Linked DNA regions of Mus musculus: regions 1, 3 and 4 are each linked to region 2. A link is a contact called in public HiCAR-type and HiChIP or PLAC-seq data. All regions are on one chromosome and are shown on one strand. Each heading gives the region's core, a stretch centred on a gene start, on an enhancer-like site or on the middle of the called end of the contact. The rest is flanking DNA. Distances are from core to core; before and after follow the strand shown. Region 1 holds the start of Sos1 (SOS Ras/Rac guanine nucleotide exchange factor 1). Region 2 holds the start of Eml4 (echinoderm microtubule associated protein like 4). Region 3 holds the start of Map4k3 (mitogen-activated protein kinase kinase kinase kinase 3). Region 4 holds the start of Tmem178 (transmembrane protein 178).

The links. HiCAR-type assays count read pairs that join an accessible place to other places. HiChIP or PLAC-seq counts read pairs in DNA pulled down with a chosen protein or histone mark.
Region 1: a contact with region 2 is called in a HiCAR-type map of astrocytes, with 4 times the contacts expected there. The contact joins the promoter of Sos1 here to the promoter of Eml4 in region 2. A contact is called at or near these places in 1 of 484 Hi-C or Micro-C datasets (embryonic stem cells) and 3 of 115 datasets of contacts at active chromatin or transcription factors (astrocytes, embryonic forebrain and embryonic stem cells).
Region 3: a contact with region 2 is called in an H3K27ac HiChIP or PLAC-seq map of extraembryonic endoderm stem cells, with 12 times the contacts expected there. The contact joins the promoter of Map4k3 here to the promoter of Eml4 in region 2. A contact is called at or near these places in 1 of 39 promoter capture datasets (liver) and 5 of 115 datasets of contacts at active chromatin or transcription factors (astrocytes, embryonic stem cells, extraembryonic endoderm stem cells and 1 more).
Region 4: a contact with region 2 is called in a HiCAR-type map of astrocytes, with 4 times the contacts expected there. The contact joins the promoter of Tmem178 here to the promoter of Eml4 in region 2.

The regions. Positions count from the first base shown.
Region 1 is chr17:80,478,707-80,481,826 of GRCm38.p6, forward strand. It overlaps Sos1 (SOS Ras/Rac guanine nucleotide exchange factor 1), which reads right to left and starts at 1,747. Exons shown (of 22, transcript NM_009231.2): 1 at 1,131-1,747. The coding sequence starts at 1,217.
Region 2 is chr17:83,349,115-83,352,367 of GRCm38.p6, forward strand. It overlaps Eml4 (echinoderm microtubule associated protein like 4), which reads left to right and starts at 1,827. Exons shown (of 23, transcript NM_001379374.1): 1 at 1,827-2,125. The coding sequence starts at 2,101.
Region 3 is chr17:80,726,149-80,729,284 of GRCm38.p6, forward strand. Map4k3 (mitogen-activated protein kinase kinase kinase kinase 3) reads right to left here and starts at 1,877. Exons shown (of 34, transcript NM_001290345.1): 1 at 1,646-1,877. The coding sequence starts at 1,741. It also overlaps the pseudogene Gm9959.
Region 4 is chr17:80,942,993-80,946,167 of GRCm38.p6, forward strand. It overlaps Tmem178 (transmembrane protein 178), which reads left to right and starts at 1,640. Exons shown (of 4, transcript NM_026516.2): 1 at 1,640-2,096. The coding sequence starts at 1,697.

The DNA of each region.
Region 1 (3,120 bases), core at 497-2,996, 2.9 Mb before region 2:
GGTTTGTAAGTAGGGAGACACTTGAGGATAAAGCGCAGGAACCTAAGTCTGAAAGATAAAAGCAAAGTCTTCCAACAAAGCCAACAGTTTCCACATAACATACCAAGAGGGGAAGGGGAGAACAGGGCAGACGAGAAACTGAAAGGTACTGGCCTCTGGGAGTATGAAATACCTTTCAAGACTTTCTGGTAAAATAGAAAGGCTCTGCATAATGGCACAGTAAACGCCAGGTACTCAGTAGTAACAAAACTGCATTTTAGCAAAGATAGCACGAAAATCATCTGAGCAACAAGAAATGGGAGATTAAATTGTAAAACAATTTCTACAGGTAAGGCAAATGAAAACAAAAACCAATCTGGTTGTTTTAAAATCCATTCAAGCACACCTGTTTCAGATGTCTTAGTACAGTATTTACTATGTCACTAAGTGTTGCTGTAGAAGCTGTTAAAATGTAGCAACATTCACGAATAACTTTAACCACTGGCAAACAAAAATCCAAAATGCCTAACCAAAGGACAGACAGTTGCTTTAGAAGCTTTTAAAATGTAGCAACATTTCCAAATAAAAAGATGCAAAACACCAAACCAAATGACGTTCAAAGATTCTCAGACACTTCAAAAGAACCAATCTGAATACAGTGGCATGTGCATCACCGCTGTAATGGGGGAGGGGGTCAAGAAAACGGGGAGTTATGACTGAGGACGAGCACAGCCGAGCAGGCCATGTTCTTGCTGGCAGGCAACCTCGCAATTACTTAGGCAAGCACTGTGGCCAAGGCACTTTCGAGCCAGTGAGAGTACCGGACTCCTAAAACGAGAGGTTGACCGCAGTTCGGAAGATCGAGAAGGTAGGCAATGGCCTTCGTTGACCTCCACGGAAAACCGAGGCTCCTCCAACCCCCGCCTCCGCGCTTGGATGATCCAGACCAACCCTCCCCGACTGTGTGCGGCCTTCCCACGCACCCCGGGCGAGTGTCAACAGCTGGAGCAGCGGACGCGGGGAACCTCGCAGCCCGAGCAGACCTCCCCGAGATCCGAGACCGGGAAGAAAGACGACAGTGGCGCCCCGCCTCCCCACCCTCGCCCAGCCCCGCGCGGACTGCGGCCGGGAAGCGGGTTCCGCGCCCCTACCTTTTTCAGCGCAGGCACCAGCAGCCCCCGCCACTTGGGCGCGTTCTCCTCGCTGAAAAACTCGTAAGGCAGCTGCTGCGCCTGCATGGTGCCCGCGGGGCGCCTCGGGGCGGGCGGAGGGGCGGCGGCTCGCGGCGCGGAGAAGGGCCACAGCCCGTGCACGGCCCGGCCCCCTCGGGGCGCCGCGCGGCCCGGCTAGCGCTGGCGAGGAGTCTGGGGGGCGAGGCCCGCGGCCGGACACCCACCCGACACGCGCGCCGCTCGCCGAGAGCCAACGCAACCCGGCGGCGGCGGCGGCGGCATCCCGCACCACCGCCCCGGGGCAGGCCCCCCGCTCCGCCCCGGGCCGCCCTCCGCCGGGGCTGCGCTCCCCGGCACGGCCTGGCCCGCCGAGAGACGGCGCGTGGATGGACGCTCCGGCCGGTGGCGCCCGCTCGCCAGCGGGGAACTCAAGCGAGAGGCCCAGAACGGGACGAAGCGGGAGCAGGGGTCGGTGGGGAACGGGGAGGGCCCGAGGTCGCTGCCGGGGAATCCGGCCGCTTGGCCGTCGCCGCCGCTGCTGCTACCGCTGCCGCTGCCGCCGCCGGTGTAGCGCCGGAGCTTCCTACTAGCAAACTGAACCTGCTCGCAACTGAGCATGCGCCGCTGGCCCGGGCCGGTTCGCTCCGGGTTTTCCGGCTGCCCGCGGATGAGGAGGGGTGCGCGCCAGAGGCTGGGGAGGGCACTCGCAGAGGCGGGGCTGAAGGACCCTGAAGGCGAACCCGCGACCCGAGAACCTGGGTGTGGGGGCCTGCGAGCAGGCGAAGCGCCCCTTTTGTGTGGTCCCACAGCCCGGGAGCCCATCCAGCTCTAGGAGATCCTAGGCCCTGTGTTTCAGAAAAGGGGTGTGTGTACTTTGTTCCCAGCACGAAGATAAGGAGTGCCCCGAGCATGCACTGTATACTAAACAGATTGCACAAAAGATAGATCCCTCTCACAAAAACAAAACAAAACAAAACAAAAAAAAAAAAAAAACAAAAGGCCCGACTGCTCAGTGTTTGTCTAGTGGGAGGAGAGATTGCCTGTTTCCATCTGCCTTTCCATGCCATGAGGACGTAACGCATACGTGTAGTATTTATTGATCATGTGTCTATTCAAACCCACAAGCTTTTATTTATGGATTTAGTCCATCCTGCTTGGGATCTTTCATAGCTTCAACTGGATAATTAGCTTCTGGAAGGGAGGGATTTCCCCCCAGCCCTCACCTCGCCTTGGTACAGGACCCAGGATAGAGATATGAAAATCACAGAATGCTATAAAAGCAGTATCTATGAATTGTCCGTCCATCCTAAGGATGGACTTGCTTCCTGTAGTGGCACTGTGCAACGCTGTGGCACATGTGCTCTATCATTGAACGCTTTCTTAGTAAAACGTCTTAGTTTTCAGTTTTCATTTCATAGATGAGAAGACAGTTGGAAGAACCATGCTGTTTTGTAGTACAATAAACAAGATCTCACAGATGAAAAATGTTTGAAACCACCATCTTTTAGACTACCTCTTAGGATCTGAATGAAATCTACAAGCCTTTCCTTTTATAATACATGTACAGATTTGCATCTTAAAAAAAAAGAAGTCCCCCTCATTTTGAACGTGTTCAGTAATAGTTTGAAGTCCATCCATTAACCATCAGAGTAGTAAGACAACAGCAGACCTGCTGGTGGGAGGGCTCAGCCAGGAAAGAGCAGGTGCAGCCAAGACTGGGAACCCAAGTTCTGTCTTAGATACCCAAACGCTGGGAGCAGAAAAACTGACTCCCAGAAGTTCGTCTGATCTCTACACATGGCCAATGGCAGGTGCACCACACACAAGATAAATATAATTTTTTAAAGAGAAAGGCAGAGGAATTATAGCTTAGGAAGGACTTAGAAAAGGAATTTCAGAGAACAACTGATATATCAGTTATTTTCAACAACTGGTTTGTGTGGTCTTAAGTGACTGAACCAAATCAACT
Region 2 (3,253 bases), core at 577-3,076:
TTCTACTTCAATTATTGAAAACTTAAAAATTGGTTCACCATGCTAGAAGAAAACCTGACTTACTATTCTCTTCTTTTAGTTAAACATTTTTTAAAAAGCCAATGTCAGGTTTTCATTTGTTGTGCTTGTGCATGCGTGTGCCAGAGGTCAGCCTCAGGTACAGTTCCTCATGAGCTGTTTATGAGATAGGACCTCTCTGTGGAGGCTGGCTGGCCAGGATGCCCTGGCGTTCAGTTTGTCTCTGCCTTCCCAGATCTGGGATTGTAAGTGTACATCAGTACACTTTCCCTGCTTCTGTGGGAAGCACATTACTGACTGTCATCTCTCAGCCTTGCTGTGTCCTGTTTACAACACTGACCTCCTAGGTTTGCTGTGATGTTTCCTTAAGTTTTTAAGTTAGATTTTGTTTGTTGGCTGTTTCCAGAGCTGGGGATCAAACCCAGTGCCTCCTATTTACTAAGCACAATTGGTCACCGAGGTACACTCCCAGGCCCTTAGGAAAGAAGTTTAAAAAGGCATCAAAGGGGAGAGGTATCCTTCAAGGATGTTTAACAATCCTTTCAACCATTTAATTCTGTCAATTCTTTTCATGGCAGTTGTTGTTCCCCATTTCTTCTCTCCTTACTTCAATTTGTTCCTTGTAACCTACAACTCTATTAACAGACATTCTTATTTTTTTCCTAACCCAGCTACTTTAAAAGGTATATCTAATTTAGTCTCTGAGACACCTTACAGTTTTTTGTTACTCTAATCTGCACATCGACCTAGAAGGGACCTAAACTATTCAAATGTCTTTGTAAGGAAAGAGGATAAAATCAGAGGGTTGAGAGCTGGAGAGATATAGCTCAGCGGTTAAGAGCCCTGACTGCTCTTCCAGAGGTCCTGAGTTCAATTCCCCGCAACCACATGGTGACTCACAACCATCTGTAACCGGGTGACAGTGTACCCATATAAATTTAAAAAAAATCTTTAAAAAATAAAATAATAATAATAAAAGATTAGAGGGTTGAAGAAGATGGGATGAGTTTTGGTTGTGCTTGTGCATGCGTGTGCCAGAGGTCAGCCTCAGGTACAGTCTAGCACTTGAATTTGCAAATAAATTAAAGCAAGGCCTAAATTTAGTTAGGTGACTTCATAGATTTGAGCCTAGAACTAAGGTTTATTTAAAAACTAATAGTCTGTGCTATAGTTTCCTGATAGGCTATCCGGTGGCTTTGTGCCCTGATGGGAAGAACAAAAGGAGAGTAAGCCAAGCCAGTCTTTTACGTGCACTTTCCTCATAAGACTTGGGTAAGACGAACTCTTTTCATCCAGCATTAACATTGTTTGCTTGTGCTCTGTCCTAGAACCTGCGGTTGTGGCAGACATGGCCTCAGGCTGGTCAAAAAGTCTTGTCTCTACCTAGAATTCTCACTGACTAGAGGAGAGGGGAACCCCAAGAAGGGGAATCTTTCCTCTCACTCGTTAGCCTCCTCGTTACCTCCCTTCAAAAGAACTCTAGAACTGTGCTCCGCGGGCTTCCCAGAGGGAAAGAATCCCACAGTGCAGGTCAGCTTTCTAGCAGCAGGACACCCACGAGCCCCGTCCACTCAGACCCAGTTTCGGGCTGGAGAATCCTGGTGGCGAAACCGGGCCAGGAACACAAGAGCAGCCAATAGCCTCCTAACTCTCAAGAGTTCTCTGCGGCTGCGGAGGCAGGGCAGAGAGGGAGGGGCGTGTCGCGGGAAGCCCCGCCCCGTTCCGTCACGTGGGGCGGGATCGGAAGCGTGACGGCGTGCGCGGGGGCGGAGCCGTGGCTGCGCGCGGGCGCGGGGGCGGGGCGCGGCGCGGCGCGGCGCGGCGCTCACGGCTGCGGCTTAGGAGAGAGAGAGAGAGAGGGAGAGAGGCCGGGCAGGCGGCGGGCGGCGCGGCTCTCAACCTGATTGACCGACTGACCCTCGGGGCTGACGGGCTGACCGGCGGACGGCGGCGGCGGGAGTCGGAAGCCGCGCCGGGCGACGCTGAGAACCGGCGGGTCAGGTCCCGCGGCCGCCGCACGGTCGGGGCGCTGAATGAAGCGCCCGCCCCGCTGAGCCCCGAGCCCGGCGCGGTCCCCGCAAGATGGACGGTTTCGCCGGCAGCCTCGGTGAGTCCGGCCGCGGGCTCGCGCCCCTCGTACGTAACCCGGGACCCCGGCTTCCTGCGCGCGCGCGCGCCGCGGGCCCTGCTCCCCGGGCTGCCCCTGCGGGTGGCCGCCGCTCCCGGCACATGGTCCCCGCGAGGCTGCAGCCCCGCCGCCGCCTCCGGGACGGGCGGCCCCTCCCCCCATGCAGCCCTCGCCTCCAGACCCTCCCTTCTTCCCAGAGCCCCCTTCAGTGCGGGGGCCCTCCTTCCCCTCAACGACCCTCCAGCCGCTGCTACGTCCCTCCCGGTACACTTAGCACCTTCTTCTGACCCCCCCACCCCGTTAAAGTCAGGGCACCCCTTCATCAAATACAGACTCTCCCTCAGAGTACATCTCTCCACTTAAACGGAATGATAGGCAAGATTGGGGCAGCCTTTCCGGAGGGAGTAGGAATCCCCAGTCCCACTTCTGGATTGGAGTCACCCCTTTCAGTCTTTATATTTGAAGATTTATTAAGTAGCCCTCAGTAACTGACAGCTTCCCTCCACTTCCCTGAACGTTTTGCAGTGGTGGAGAGCATTATCATCTACTCAATACAGGGAAGGAAGAGGCGCATCTGTGTTGGGGGACCCTCTTTAAGAGTGAAAGCAGAAGTATGCTCTCCATGCGTGCTGGAGAGAAGTAATCCTGCCCAATGAACCCATAAGAGGGGGCCTCAATCGGAAAAGAAAGGATTCTCCATTTTTGGAATATGCTGTCTTTGTGGAATGGAGAGAAAGGGATAGGGTATCCTGTTGGCTGAAGTGTTTTCTCAGTGTTCCATTTAACCAGAGTACAGGTGCTAAATGTTGTGACTGACTTGAGGAACAGAACTCCAGGGTAACCAGTACCTGTGTCTGGAATGGCTATTCTTTGAGGCCACTGGAATCCAGTTACTGTAGAGATTTCAGTGTTACGGTGAGAGAAACGATTCTGTTTTTGCTGATACTGCGGTTATGTGATACCAGCGACTGGGTTTGATTTGTATATTTGACTAGTTTATGTGGTAGTAGCGTGTATAGTCGGATGCTTTTCTTTTTCCATTTCGTGATAATAAATCTCTAGTTAGTTAATGTTCACTGATCAGCAAACCATCTGGCACTAAGCCAT
Region 3 (3,136 bases), core at 627-3,126, 2.6 Mb before region 2:
ATGCCCTCTTCTGGCCTCCAGGGACATCTCTGTGTGAACACACACACACACACACACACACACACACACACACACACACTTTTAAAAACGAAAGGGAAAATCCTTATCTAATTTCACCTCCCTGGCAGGACTCCCCTAAGTCCCACAGCTAGAAGGTCTATAGGAACCAGGGTCCACATCCAGGATCCCTGTGGCTGCTCAGGTTCCGTCTTTCTCAGCTTCACACTGGTGTCTGTGGCCTTCGGATCATGACCCCTCTACGTGGCTTCGTCCCCTCTCACCATTGCCCTGAGCAAGGCCTTATCATCTTCCAGATCTTGGCTAGAAGCTGCCAGACTGGAGGGGGGACAAACCCAGCCCTCTTGTTCTGTGCTAGCAACCTTTGCCAGACCCTTGACGTCCTCTCTACACAGAATACGACTGGAATGAAGTGAAACTCTGCTGTTTAATGCTGTTCTTGTCCAGGAAAAAAAAAAAAAAAGACTTCAAATAAATCTGGGTCCATTCCTGTCTTTAGTTCATCAACACGTGGCTGCTAAGTTATACACTGGAGTTATGCTCCACACACCTTTGTCAACAGAGGAAAGTGTGGTGCTATGTGATCATTCACAAAAGCCAAGCAGATCACTCACAAAAGACCTGAGGTATTGGCTAACTTACCTTATGCGTTCCATTGAGGCAAGAATAAAAAGCCCATTGCTTTAGCGTGGGCAAAAATAAAGTGAAAACTAAACTTTCCAAGTCATACTCTGGGCATCCTCAGGTGTTCTGGAAAACAGGAGCCCAACTTCAGTTACCATGTAAGTAGATAGGCAACTAAATCAAGACTGCTGCCACCTTTGGCACTATCCGCCTCCCTTCTTGGCAGACTCCGCGAGGCCAAGAGTTTTACTGGCCAGGGAAGAACGATTTATCCTCCCACATTTAGAAGCGATCCCTCTGCAACAGAAACGCTGTCCTGCTAAGGAGCTCTGAATTCTAACCTTGTCAAACCAATACTCTTCCTAGATACTCGACTCTCACACACACACAAGAAAGAAAAAGAAAAGGAAAAATATCTGATTCCTATGTGTCACTGACAAAAACAAACCCCATTATCCAATTCTTTTTGGAGGAAAAAAAAAAAACCTCGAAGTTGCTGTCTTGCCTCCAAAAACCCATCTCTTTTTACAAAACATGACTACTTGGAAAATTACAAGGAACTGACAAGCAGATGTTAAGAGGCTAAAGGCTAAAGCACGGGCAGATGTTAAGAGGCTAAAGGCTAAGCTGTCGATGGAGGCTGCCCAGCGTTAGGACAGATCCAGCAGGCCCGGGCGGACAGTAGCTCCCAGCCACCGGGGCCTATGATCCCAGGTCCCGGAGAGGCACGTAGGTTTGTCAAGCGCCAAGCCCCAGCACCGGGGTTCGTCACACAGACCCTGCCCAGGCAACAAGCGCCCAGCCCCGCTCCGCCCTCCCAGGAACGCAGCGGCTCCGGCCGCAGCCCTTCCCGGGACTGCACGCAGGAGAGCCTGGGAGGGTCAGAGACCCGCGCGTCCCGGGCACAGCTCCGGCGAGGACGCCGAGGGCTGAGGTCCCCACGCCTGCCTCTTTGTTCCGTCCCCCGCGGCGCAGGCCCCGGCTCGGCCGCCCCTGCCCTCACCTTGTAGACGTCGCCGTAGGTGCCGCTGCCGATGCGCTGGATCAGCTCGAAGTCCTCCTGCGGGTTCCGGCGGGACAGATCGAAGCCCGGGTTCATGGCGGGCCCCGGGTGCCCCCCACCTCCCTCCCGGCCCGGGGAGGGGGGGCGCTCACGGGGGCCGCACGGAGGGAGCGCCCGCGGCCGGCCCGGCTCCGCCGCCGGTCACAATCGCCCGGCTGCACGCCGCGGCCGCCGCCGACCACGACGAGCCGCCCGGCGTCCCCGCCCCCCGCCGCCGCGCCGAGCCGGGTCACACCCACCAGGAGAGGAGCGCGCCCGCAGCCCCTCGCTCGGGGTGCAGTTCCAACATGGCTTCCGCCCGCCGCTCCGCTCCGCCCGCCCGCACGCCCTCCCTCCGGTTCCCGGCCCCGCTCGCCACTGCGCAGCCGCCATCCCGGAGGCCGCGCGCTCCCGGCGGGCCCTGCGCGCCCCCGGCTCGCGCGCCCGGTCGGGACACGCCGGACGCGCCAGACTCCGGGTAACAAAGTTGGACTCGCTGCTTGTGGTCCCAGCCCCAGCCCCAGCAGGTAGTAGTTGCCACGCACAAGACGGTATTCCCCAACTTTCTAAGAGCAAGTACATCCGAGAGCCCCGACCCTTTCTTCTAGGTTTAGGGGAGGAGGTCCCCATCAGAAAGGTGAGAAAGACCCTCGGGGGACAGTGACACTTGGGCTCTTGGGGTTGGCTTGACAGGGGTGCAGAGAGAACAAGGGGCGGGGAGAAATCCGTGGAGGGAGTGGGCGGGAAGCAGTGCAGAACCAAAGCCGTGATTGACCTCTGTCCAGGGAGAAGGCTGGATTTTTCAAAGCCCGGGGCGGGGACTACGCAAGCTGTCTGACAACCCTGAGACGAGGGTGGTTGCAGAGGGTGTGGCCTGGACAGGGATCTATTCCCACACCTGAAATGTAAACACGTGACCATCCGGAAGCTACGTAGCCGCGACATTACCTGCCCAGAGCTCCACCCAGCATAAGATCCAGATAACCAGCATTACGTCCAGACTGCTAAAAGTTAGCTAAGAAAGGACTTAGGCAGTGGAAGGGTCAATGTTGAGTTCTTAGTAAACTTAACTACTACCCATTTCCAAAAGCTGTAGCGAGGTCCACTCTGGCGCTCTGTTGGATATTTTGCTTTAAAAATGCTTTTCTAATCTCTTTAGGGACCTAAAGACTAATGTGCCTTAATGTCCAATTCCTTCTCAGAAACTTGGTCTCATCAAACCTTAAAACCTTTCTATCATGTTACTTACAGTAAACTTACCTATTGACTAAATTCCCAAATTGTGTGCTCCAAACCATACGTGGAGTCATCCAAGCACTTTAGTTATCCCAAAGCATCAGATTGTGACAGGGTTGCAATTCTGCCCCAGGAGTGCACGTCACAGGATTAATTGAGGATAAACCTTAAGGCTGTGCTATCCTGAGCTCCTCGGGACGAGGCATGGTTTTCCCC
Region 4 (3,175 bases), core at 390-2,889, 2.4 Mb before region 2:
ACGGGCATGGGGGTCTGATAGGACCAAGATTTGCTTAAGGGATCTTTCTGTGAAGTGAACAGCTAAGAAGAGGTACATGCTCTTCCACAGGAAAAAAAAAATCCCTGAAGACGTGGAGCCCAAGCAGCAATGAACATGGATCGCAGCAGCATCTCGTGTCACCGTTACAGATGCCATTCCATAGGAGGCAGATCAACCACCTCTATACCAACGGACGTGGGGCACTAATTAATAAGTCCCATTAAAGCACGGAGTAATGACATTTAGCATCTAATGAATGCCTCATAATCTCTTCAGTCATTAATATTTCATAGTGTCAGAGCATAAGGATAGCCGTCCTGGACTGGTACAGCATGGTTTTCTGCCTCTGACATGGCCCCAAGGGTGTAGGTGGGACCAGGGTATGGCACCTTGCCATGCAGAATATACATGCGCATCATTCACTCTGTACTTTGGTCCCAAGGATTCCTCTTTTAGAAAGATCCTGCCTGCCATTTTTAGAGTGAACATCTGTGACTCCAGAAAAGCCCTGGAAAAGCAGAAAGCCTCAGATGTTGACCGGTGTAGAGCACTGGTTTGTTGTTGACCCTCGATGACCACCAGGAAAAAAAAAAACTAGTACAGGAGAAAATCATTACTTTGATTTATCACTGGTGGGCTTGCTTTATTCAAAGGCAATAATCACTTGGCAGAGCAGGTGCCACTGCAAGGCCGTATTGATCCAGGAGACGGTCAGTCACTCAGGCGTAGAGATAGCCCAAGAAAAAGAAGTCCATCTCAGAACAGGCAGGAATGAAGTGGGCGGCTATTATCTCTGACTGTGGTTCTGTGGCTCCAGGGACACTGGGCATCTTCTTGCAGAAGCAGGGCTGGAGCAGAGAGAAGGGTTCCAGGCTGCCAGGAGCCCGAGAGAGGGAAGCAGGGCTATTGAGCTAGCTGCCAAGGTCTCTGAGATTGGATCCTTCGGAAGTCTAGAAAAGAGGCTGGCTGCTCTAGATCAAGAGTCTAAAGAGTCAAAACCACACGCGTTCAAGGATGGGATTTGCTCCTGGGAGCAAAACAGAGACAGTGATCAAAATCAACTTGGACAAGAGACAAAGATCCAGCCTGATGTTGGTGGATGTCTTGTAAGGTCGTGGGAGGGACAGAGGATCGGAGGTGGTGTGTGCAGGGGTAGGTGCAGAGAGGGTTGGAATCCAAGGCAGGTATATAAAGGCAGAAGGAGCCAGGGACACAAAGGCCCTCCCGAGTGGGGAAAGAGCGTCTGGAAGAGTTGAAGAAAAGTAAAGGGAAAGTAGGGACGGGGTTAAGAGGAGAAAGGAGGATAGAGAGCAAAGGGAGGATGGAGAGCAGAGGTGAAGGCAGGGAGAGGGGGCTGGAGAGAGGGGGCTGACCGCGGGAGCTGGAAGCAGGGAGAGGGACGAGGGGCGTGATCGGCCGGGGTAGCGGGTGGGTGGGTTGTGGAGTGCGGGGAGCCGGCTTAGGGGGAGGGCCGCGGGAAAGTGAGAGCGCGGGAGGGCGCGGGGCCGGGCGGGAGGAGGCTCCCGCGGGGGAGAGAGGCGGGCGGGCGGCCGTGGGAGGGAGAGTGCGGGGCAGGTGGCAGGGAGGGAGGGCGCTCGGCGGAGCGCCGAGGCCAAGTGCATTGTGTCTGGCGGCGGCGGCGAGCCCACCGGCGGCGGCTGCTGGCCGGGAAGCCATGGAGCCACGGGCGCTCGTCACGGCGCTAAGCCTCGGCCTCAGCCTTTGCTCCCTGGGGCTGCTCGTCACGGCCATCTTCACCGACCACTGGTACGAGACCGACCCCCGGCGCCACAAGGAGAGCTGCGAGCGCAGCCGCGCGGGCGCCGACCCCCCGGATCAGAAGAACCGCCTGATGCCGCTGTCGCACCTGCCGCTGCGGGACTCGCCTCCCCTGGGGCGCCGGCTGCTCCCCGGCGGCCCCGGGCGCTCAGACCCTGAGTCCTGGCGCTCGCTTCTGGGGCTTGGCGGGTTGGACGCTGAGTGTGGCCGGCCACTGTTCGCCACCTACTCGGGCCTCTGGAGGAAGTGCTACTTTCTGGGCATCGACCGGGACATCGACACCCTCATCCTGAAAGGTGAGCGGCGGGCGCGCCCCGCGTCTCTACGTCCGCGCGCGGAGCTCAGCCCGGGCATCCCAGGGGCGCGCGGGTCCCCGCGGTCGCCTCTCCAGTCGCTGCGCTCCGTTGCCCCGCGCATTTTTCACCCTTCCAGATTGCTTCCCTGCTTTCCTTCCCCAGCTACTCTTCTTTCTCCCTTTCCTTGCTCCTTCATCCTACCCTTCTTTTACCATTTTCCTGGACTCCGTTTTACCCCTCACACTGTCTCTTTATCTTCCCTAAGACTCTCTCCTCTGGTCCTTCTCTGTCTGTGCCTGGCTGACTCGGGGTGTAGATATGGATTTTCTTGACAGTGTTCCCAGGGAGGGTGACAGCCACAAAGACTGATCTTTCTCAACTGGGTTCCTTTCCTCAACTTGCATTTTCCTTTGAGACGTGCCCTTTGGAAGAGACAAGGTGTAAACCTCAGAACAAGGAAAGAGGGCTTTCTCATGGATTGAGCTCGCTGGTATACCATTAAATCGAGGTGGCATTCCAGCCTGGAATGGGGAGCGAAGGTCTGTCCTCCAAACACTCCAAGTTCAGGATCTGTTTGAATTGGACTTCGTATTCCCTAATTCACTAGTAAAGGCAGCTAAAGGGATCTAAGACACCGGCTTTACTCATTATTCAACCTTCCAGATGACCACCCTCCTCAGGGTCTAGGAAGCAGCTGAGGAGAGCCAAGGGCCAAGTCCTTGAAAGTAGACTTGCGCTCAGAGATTCTACCTGCCACGCTCTTATGGTTGTGACACTTTGTAGGTTGTCTTTATTGTTTTGTTATTGGGCTTTGCGTTGGTACAGCATCATTTTGCTCTTCTGGAATCTATGCAACACCTATCTTATGTATGGAATCAGGTAGTTTGAATATTTTCTTTGTAATCCTCTCTTGTGGTGATTCCTTTAACTTCTAAAGATCAAACCTTAGTAGAATTTTTTGTCCCCTGAGAGAAAAACAAATAAATAAACTTCTTTTCCTTGGACTCACTGTTCCCAAAAGGAAGTACGAGGTCAGTCCATTTGAAAATATTTAGAAGCAAGTGAACAGATGTAAATTG